Linked DNA regions of Ovis aries: region 1 is linked to region 2. The links are chromatin contacts, called in public Hi-C maps. All regions are on one chromosome and are shown on one strand. Each heading gives the region's core, a stretch centred on a gene start, on an enhancer-like site or on the middle of the called end of the contact. The rest is flanking DNA. Distances are from core to core; before and after follow the strand shown.

Region 1 (3,599 bases), core at 549-3,048, 91 kb before region 2:
TATTAAGAATGCTAATCGATAAAATATTGTGCCCTCGTTGTTAAAATTTTGCATTTTTTGACCCTCATGAAATGAAAGTTTGTTGAAGAATTAGTCTCTACAGCAAAAGTTTTTTTGGGGGAACATTTTTATTTCCGGGAAACAAGAAATTTTCACTTGAGAAGACAAGAAAAAGAACACATGTTGTTACAACTAGAGCAAAATTCACTCTGACAGTCAACTTGGTGCCAAAATACTCAAAGGAGGACCTTGCGCTGCTTCTGCTAGTTGTCACCCACGGGTAGAAAAGGACAAAATAAAATGTAGAGGATTGAAAGGTTCTCACTGCAAACCATACAAGATCCACACAGAGGGGTTGGAGCTCTGCTTTTCTTTCAACTTTTCTTCCTTTTTTTTTTTTAAACTTGGAGCTTTCAGCCCTCTCCTTTGTTTCCGGTACTACCTGCCCACGTGCACAATTCCTGAATTTATCTGCGACGGGGCATTTTCATCTTTGCCATTTCCTCTGGCTTTAGGCTTCTCTGTGCAGTGTGTGTTGGTTTCCTAGGTGTGGACGGATTTGCATAGAAGCTGCAGCGGTGTGTCTGTCCCTCCTCTCTCCCTCTCAGGATGGCCCCTAACCCGCTTCTGGGTTCTCCGCGACTGAAACCTCGCTGGTCTCCTCGTCTTGCACTGGCCGTGAGTGCAGTGGACGCTGGAATATTCGCTCGGGAAAGCCACGAATGTGAGTCCAGGATGGAAGCAAACTTGGCTCGCCTCGCCCTCCGAGCAGGCTCGCCGAGGCTCAACGTTTCTCTAAGATTTTGCTCGGCGGCCTCATCCTGGGACAGGCATCTATGAGTCATCGGCTCTGCGGGTCACATGGCCAACGTGACCAAAATAAAGTTTCAGTATTTTAAGCCGCTAGAAAAGGGGACAACGGAGCACACCGGGGGCGGGCGACGGCGGGCACAGGCTGGCCGGGCACCCGCGCGAGGGGCCGCGGCGGCGCGGGCCGAGGGGGCGGGGCGTCGGCGGGGGGAGGGGAAGGGGCGGGGCCAGGCGGAGACGCGACCCAGCCCTCACGGCCCGCAGCGACGCCCGGACTCTCGGGCCGGCTGGCTCCCGAGCGCTACGACCGGCGGAAGCCAACCCCAAGCCCCCACGGCCCTCGCTGCCCCCCGGAAGCGGGAGGCTGAGGGATCCCGGAGATCCCGCTGCCTTCTCCACTGCCACCGGGACCCCACGCGCCGGCAGCGGCTTCCCCGGGAACGTCCTTCAGCCCCGGGAGCACGCGGGAAAAGCCCCAGCGCGCCAATGAGCGAGCGCCTTCCTCATGACGGTCACGCTCGGGGGCGGGGCTTCCCTTCGCCGCTCCCGAGTTCCGGGAACCCCCTTTGATTGGTCTGGACGGCCTGGGAAACACTGTAGGAAGGCCCAATCAAAATGTCACGTCTCAGCCTCGAGGAAATATTCCGTGTCGGCCCCTTTCTGATTGGGCAGTTGTTTCGAGCTCTGGCCACTGGAAAGCTTTGTTTAGGTCTGGAAGGCGGGCTTTCCTGGGAGTGGGTGGGGAGGGGGCGTTGAGTCTTGACCAATCCTTTCATTCCGTTGGGTGGTGACCAGCCAATGGGCCGGATGGGTAGGACGCTCCTCCCGGAGAGTAGTGAGACCCCTGGTGCGGGGCGATTGGTGGTGGGAGCGATGAATGGCAGCCGCGCGGCCCAACGGGTGCAGTGCGTGGGCCGCGGGGCGGGGCCAGGGCGGGTGCGCGGCGGCGGCGGGGTGGCTGGGCCGGCGGCGGCGGCGGTACGAGGCGCGCGCTCGGGGTCCCGGTCGCGAGGAGGAGGAGGATGTGGCGCGCGGAGGGGAAATGGCTGCCGAAAACAAGCCGGAAGGTAAGAGCCGGAGCGTGAGGGGCTAGGGGCGGCGCGGCGGGCAGCGGGACCCGGCCCCGCCGGACATCCCGGGCATCGGCGGCGCCGGGCGGGAGCGCGGGGGCGCGGCGGTGGCGGCGGCGGCGGCGTCGGCGGCGGGCGGGCGCCCCGGGCCGGGGAGGGGGCGGCGGGTGGGGGGGCGGAGCGCGGCCGGGTCCTGAGGTGACTCGCGGGGCGGCGGAGCGCGGCGCCGCACACCCCCACCCGGGGGCGGGCTGGGGCCGGAGGGGCGGGGGGCCGGCGGGCGGGGGCCGGGCCCAGCGAGGAGGAGGAGCCGCGGAGGGAGGGCCGGCGCCTCCCCCACCCGGACCGGGCATCCCCGCCGCTCCCGGCCCCGGCGCGGCCCCCGCCCCCCGCGCCGGTGGGGGCCGCGGGGCGGAAAGTTTATCCTCCTCTGGCCCCCTCCGGCCCCGCGCCCCGCTGCCCCGGGCCGGTTCCCGTCGGGGCACGGTCGGCGCTCAGCCTCGCCGCCTCTGGTTCTCGGCGGCGGGGCCGGGCGGACTCTGTCCAGCCTCACCCTGGAGCCCCGTGGGCGCCTCCCAGAGCCGGCGGGGTCCCCGCGCTTCTCCCCACCAGGGGGACCCTCTCCTGCTGAGCGTCCCCGGGCAGAAGGGCCTCGTGTGACCCCTCCCCCTTCCCTTCCGGGGAGGGGGCCTGCGCAGCACCCCCGCCCCTAGCAGTCGCTCCCATCCCACTCTTGCCCTTGCGCCCCTCGCAGCCTGGAGGGTGGGGTCTCCGATGCTACGGCGAGTGAGGCTTTCCATACTCCCTTGCCCTTTACCTTCTGTGACCCTGATCCTCCTCTGGCAGAGGGGTCCGCCTCATCCTCTCATCTTCTGTGGAATCTTTGGGGCCTCTGCACACCATCTGTTGACCCTTTTGCCAGGACAAGAGGACTCGGGCTCCCCTTGTTCTTCTCCCTCTCCCAGTGGGTCATAGGGGCCTGGGCAGCTCTGAAGTCATTTCTAAATAGGAAAGCAGACACTTCTTACAGAGGAGGCATCCTCTCCGCACACTTTCCTGGGTTGGGGTGAGCTCATTTCCTGAATACCCTTTGAGTTGCCCTCTCTCTCTCTTTTGGGAAGAACTGGACATCCCAGGGCTCCTTTCCCACTTTCTCTGTCTCCCCTGTCGTGTTCCTCTCCTTGGAGTTCCTCCTCTGGGTGAGGGTTGTGGCCCCATCAGATGTAGGGCAGGGCTTCCATTGTGCCTGGTACTCGAGTGAGAAGGGGTCCCAGCAGTGAGCCTGTGTCTGAGGGAAACGGGTCTGCTCTGGCTTCCAGTTTACTCTTGCTCTTAGGTGGGGGAAGCATTCATCTATTGACACTGCCCCCCCCCCCCCACCTCAGCCTCCCCCAGAAAGAGGCTCCTGTGCCCTTGGCTTTGGGTGTTCATGATTACTGTCTTCTGTGCACTGAGAACCAGACTTGGTACATCTTTCATTCAAGAGACTTTGAACCTTCCCTGGAAATAAACTTCCCATTTCTTTTTTAAGAGAACTCATATCCTCCTTATGGCTTCTGTTTGCCAGTCAGCCATATTTAGTGAGCCTGTTACCTTGACTTTTTCTAATTTTCTTAAATTGTATTCATGTTGGCTGGGTAAAAAGAAGCCATATGCCTTTCCATCCAGAAAAGGGAGTGGAGACACCCATGTCGCCCACATGCCATTCGGGAAGAGGTT
Region 2 (3,648 bases), core at 850-3,349:
CTAGATCACAAAAGCTGACAAAGTGTTATTTGGGATCATCAGCTAAATACAGTATTAAATTAGAGAGCTACCATCCTGACTGTTCAGGTTTGGCTCCCCATGTAGCAGGGCAGGACAGAGCTGGGACGGATGCCGCCTCCCTCCTGTGTGTCCTCTGTTCCGGGTCATGGTGACCTCAGTGGCCAGCCAGCTGCAGAATGAAAAAAATGAAACCATTCCTGGGTTAACAGGAAAAGATGAATTTCAGGTCTTGTCACTTCTGAGAAAAACCCGCCCCCGGGCTGTGCCCCTGTCATCAGGAGGCCAGAGCCACCCAGGAGGTGGGCAGGCAGTTCACTCTGACCTCTGGGGTTCTTCCCCCACTGACCCCCCTAGTTTCTTACCCTTCCTCATAATCACTTACGTATCCAGGCACGTGGTTTTCTGACATTCGTTGCAGGCAGGCACTTCTACACCTGAATTTTCTGCTAATGGACATAAATGTGTTTTTTACCACCGACATCTCACTCACTCGTTCTCACTTGGTAGAACCAACACTAAAGGTGTTCATTTCTTATTTCATGGGGAAGCATTTTAAAGGGTCAGGAGAGTAGTTGTCTACTCTGGCGGGTGATCATGTTGTCCCGTGTCTTTAAAGGAAGTAGGATTCTCACTGAAAGAAGAGCCATGTTATACCAGGACATGTATGAGTGTTAATATCTTCCCATTAAAGGCCCAACCCCAGGATGTTAGGACTCGTTAGTACTGTTTATCAGTCAGAACTCAGTCATCTTAGGAGAGCTGCTGTATCCATGGTACTGTGGTGGTTGTGAGTGTTGGGGGGTGTGAGATGGGTGGATGAAAGTTTTTTTTAACCACCGTTTTGCTTAGGAAAGACTTTCATTTGATGAGATGTTCTTTTTTTTTAGAAGTCAATTAAGTGTCAGCTGCTTTGACTAAATAGTTTTTTGTGCTTTTGCCCAGGAAGTGTTGTTAGACCTGTACAGAGCTGTGCTATTAGGTATTAAGTTGGTGTTTTACTTGCGGAATTGGAATCCGACTGTGGGGTCTATATCTTCTGTAGCTTGGTTAGAGAGTTGACCACATGAGCCCTGAGTATACAGCACAGTTTGTGACTGTAGGAGACTTTCTATGAGTGACACTGCTGCCCCTCAGAGCCTGGCTTTAAGGGCTCACGTCCAGGTTTCACCCTGGAGAAAAACACCAGAAGCCCACCTGGAATAGTCAGGGGTTTTTTCCTCTTGCTGCGGTGGGGTTTTAAGAGAATTTTGCCATCCCCGATAGCTGTATGACGTTGGGGGCTAGGCAGTGTTCTCCACTCCTCGAGAGAGACTTAAATTCAAAACATTTATCCATTTGTCCCATAAATATTTACCCAGTGCCTAGTAGCAGGCACTGTCCTAGGTACAGGAGTAAAGCAGTAAACAAAGCGAGGCCTGCTTTCAAAGAGCCTATTTTCTGGTTGGCCAGGAGGAGTTAGAAGCAGAAAGGTGACAGTGAGTGACTGCACAGCCCACTTTGAGGACCTCATCAGCGCTCAGAACACGGAGGAGACGGGCGCTGTTACTGTCCCTGATTCACAGAGAGGGAAACTGAGGCACAGAGCGGTTAAAAATAACTCACCCAGGGTCACAGCGCCAGTGCTGTTGGCATTTCAACCCAGGTTGTCTGCCTCCAGGTTTCATGAACACTGGGCCATCTTGTTTGCCTGTTAAAAAATAGCCTGATCTGTTTATTTCTACCTGAATAAAGAAACAAATACTGTATGATAATAAGTGTGACAAAGAACAGTGAATGTTCTGGATGTTGACGTGGGTGTGTGTGCACACGGGTGCTGCCTTGGCTGGTGTGGAGGGAGCAGGTGGCGCCCCTACGGCGATTTGAAGGAAGTGGCACTGTGATTCATGTAGATATCCGCGCGGAGGGTACTCCACGCGGTGGGAACAACAGAAGCAAAGGTCCCGGGGTAGTTGTGGGCTCAGCAATAGCAAAAGAGAAGCGAAAAGGCCTCTGTGGTCGCACTGGGTAAGGACAGTGGAGGGGAGCAGATGAGGTGGTTGGGCCTTGTAGGGCGTGGGCAGTTCTTTGGTTTTACTGAGTCAGAAGGGGAGCCAGCCAAGAATTTTTGAGCAGGAAAATTACGTGATTAAAACAATCACTTTGGGAGCTTCCCTGGTAATCCACTGGCTAAGACTCTGAGCTTCCACTGTAGGGTGCACGGGTTCGGTCTGCTCGTCAGGGATCTAAGATTCCAAATGCTGCATGGCTTGGCCAAAACAATATATATAAAGGGATCGCTTTCCATGCAATGCAGAGAGTAGTTTAGGGCAAAGGTTGGCTTACCTTGGCCCCAGGGCCAAATCCAGCTGCTGCCTGTTTCTGGGCAGCCAGCAAACTGAGGATGTTCTTTACATTGCTAGAGGGTTGGGAAAGAAGTAAGATGACTTGAGAATATTCTGTGGCACATGAAACTTGTATGAAATTCAGGTTTCAGTGTCCGTTCACGCTCCAGTTTTATTGGCACAGAGCCATGCTCAGTTGTCTGCGTAGTGTGTGAGGCTGCTTTCAAGCCACGGCAGCCAAGTTGAGTAGTTGCAGCAGAGACCATCTGGCTCACAGAGCCTGAGATATTTACTCTCCGGCTCTTTAAGAAAAAGTTTGTTGATCCCTGGTTTAGGGGGGCCAGGGATGGAGGCAGGGAGACTCGTGAAGAGACTGTTGCAGAGGCCTGTGGTGGCTCATCTGGACCAGGGCAGCGAGAAGCGGTCAGATGCTGGATGCATTTCAGGGGAAGAACTGAGTGGTTGTCTGCAAACGTGAGGACTTGGGGATGATGCCAATGTTTTTGCACCGAACAACTGGAAATGCAGTTCCCATTCACTGAGATGGGGAAGACTGGGAGCAGCAGGTGAGGGAGATGGGCCAGGAGACAGCCCTGTGTTGTGTTAATGTCACGATGCCACGTGGATAGGTGCAGAAGGCAGGCAGTTTAGAGGGGTCTTGACTTGAGCCAGGCTCCTCACTGTTGTCAGTGGATTGAAGGGTTGTAAAACTGCGGAATAAATGGAATCCGGTAGGGGGTGTGAATGGATGGAGCACAGAGGTACTCAGTGATGAGAGGAAGGGGAGAAGGGAGCGAAGGAGGTGAGAAGGGACTCCACGGAGGGAAACCAGGAAAGTAGAGTGTCTTGGAGGAGCGTGTGTCAAAGCAGCAAACAAGGTCGTCTGTGTCAAACCTTCTAAAGTCAGGTGAGATGCAGGCTGAGAGCTGACCCTGGGCCTGGCAGTGTGGGTCAGTGGTGACTTTGATAAGAGCCAGATGAATGAAATGGCAAGGGTGTCACTGACTCTAGCTGGTTCAAGCACAAACGGGAGGAGAGGAAGCAGAGCAGGTGCTTTGGAAGCTGTGTTTTCTGCTGCCCCAGTGTGGGCTGGGAGGATGCCGAGAGCTGGATTTGACCTAGGTTTGGAAGTCTGCCTGGGGAGTGCTGGCAGGGGAGGGGCAAGGGAGCCAAGCACCCGTGTGATGGTGGGTAGTGGCCTCTGGACCAAGCAGGGGGCAAACGTGAAGCATGAGTGAGAGGAGGGGCAGCAGGAGGCCCTGGGTCACTGTATTCAAGGAACTGTTGTTCAGTTGCTCAATCATGT

What was found. A called contact is a pair of places that touch in the nucleus more often than the background predicts.
Region 1: a Hi-C map of mixed tissues shows a contact between it and region 2, with 3 times the contacts expected there. The contact joins the promoter of CAMTA1 here to the enhancer-like site in region 2. A contact is called at or near these places in 8 of 16 Hi-C or Micro-C datasets (hypothalamus, liver, mixed tissues and 5 more).

Annotation. Positions count from the first base shown.
Region 1 is chr12:45,958,868-45,962,466 of ARS-UI_Ramb_v3.0, reverse strand. It overlaps CAMTA1 (calmodulin binding transcription activator 1), which reads left to right and starts at 1,798. Exons shown (of 4, transcript XM_027975693.3): 1 at 1,798-1,877. The coding sequence starts at 1,833.
Region 2 is chr12:45,868,567-45,872,214 of ARS-UI_Ramb_v3.0, reverse strand. CAMTA1 (calmodulin binding transcription activator 1) reads left to right here. Exons shown (of 4, transcript XM_027975693.3): 4 at 1-3,648. Among named protein-coding and RNA genes, the nearest start is that of CAMTA1, 90 kb to the left of the region's middle. Within about 2 kb of position 2,099, at least 6 of the 54 cell types and tissues checked have an H3K27ac peak or open chromatin away from gene starts, as enhancers often do.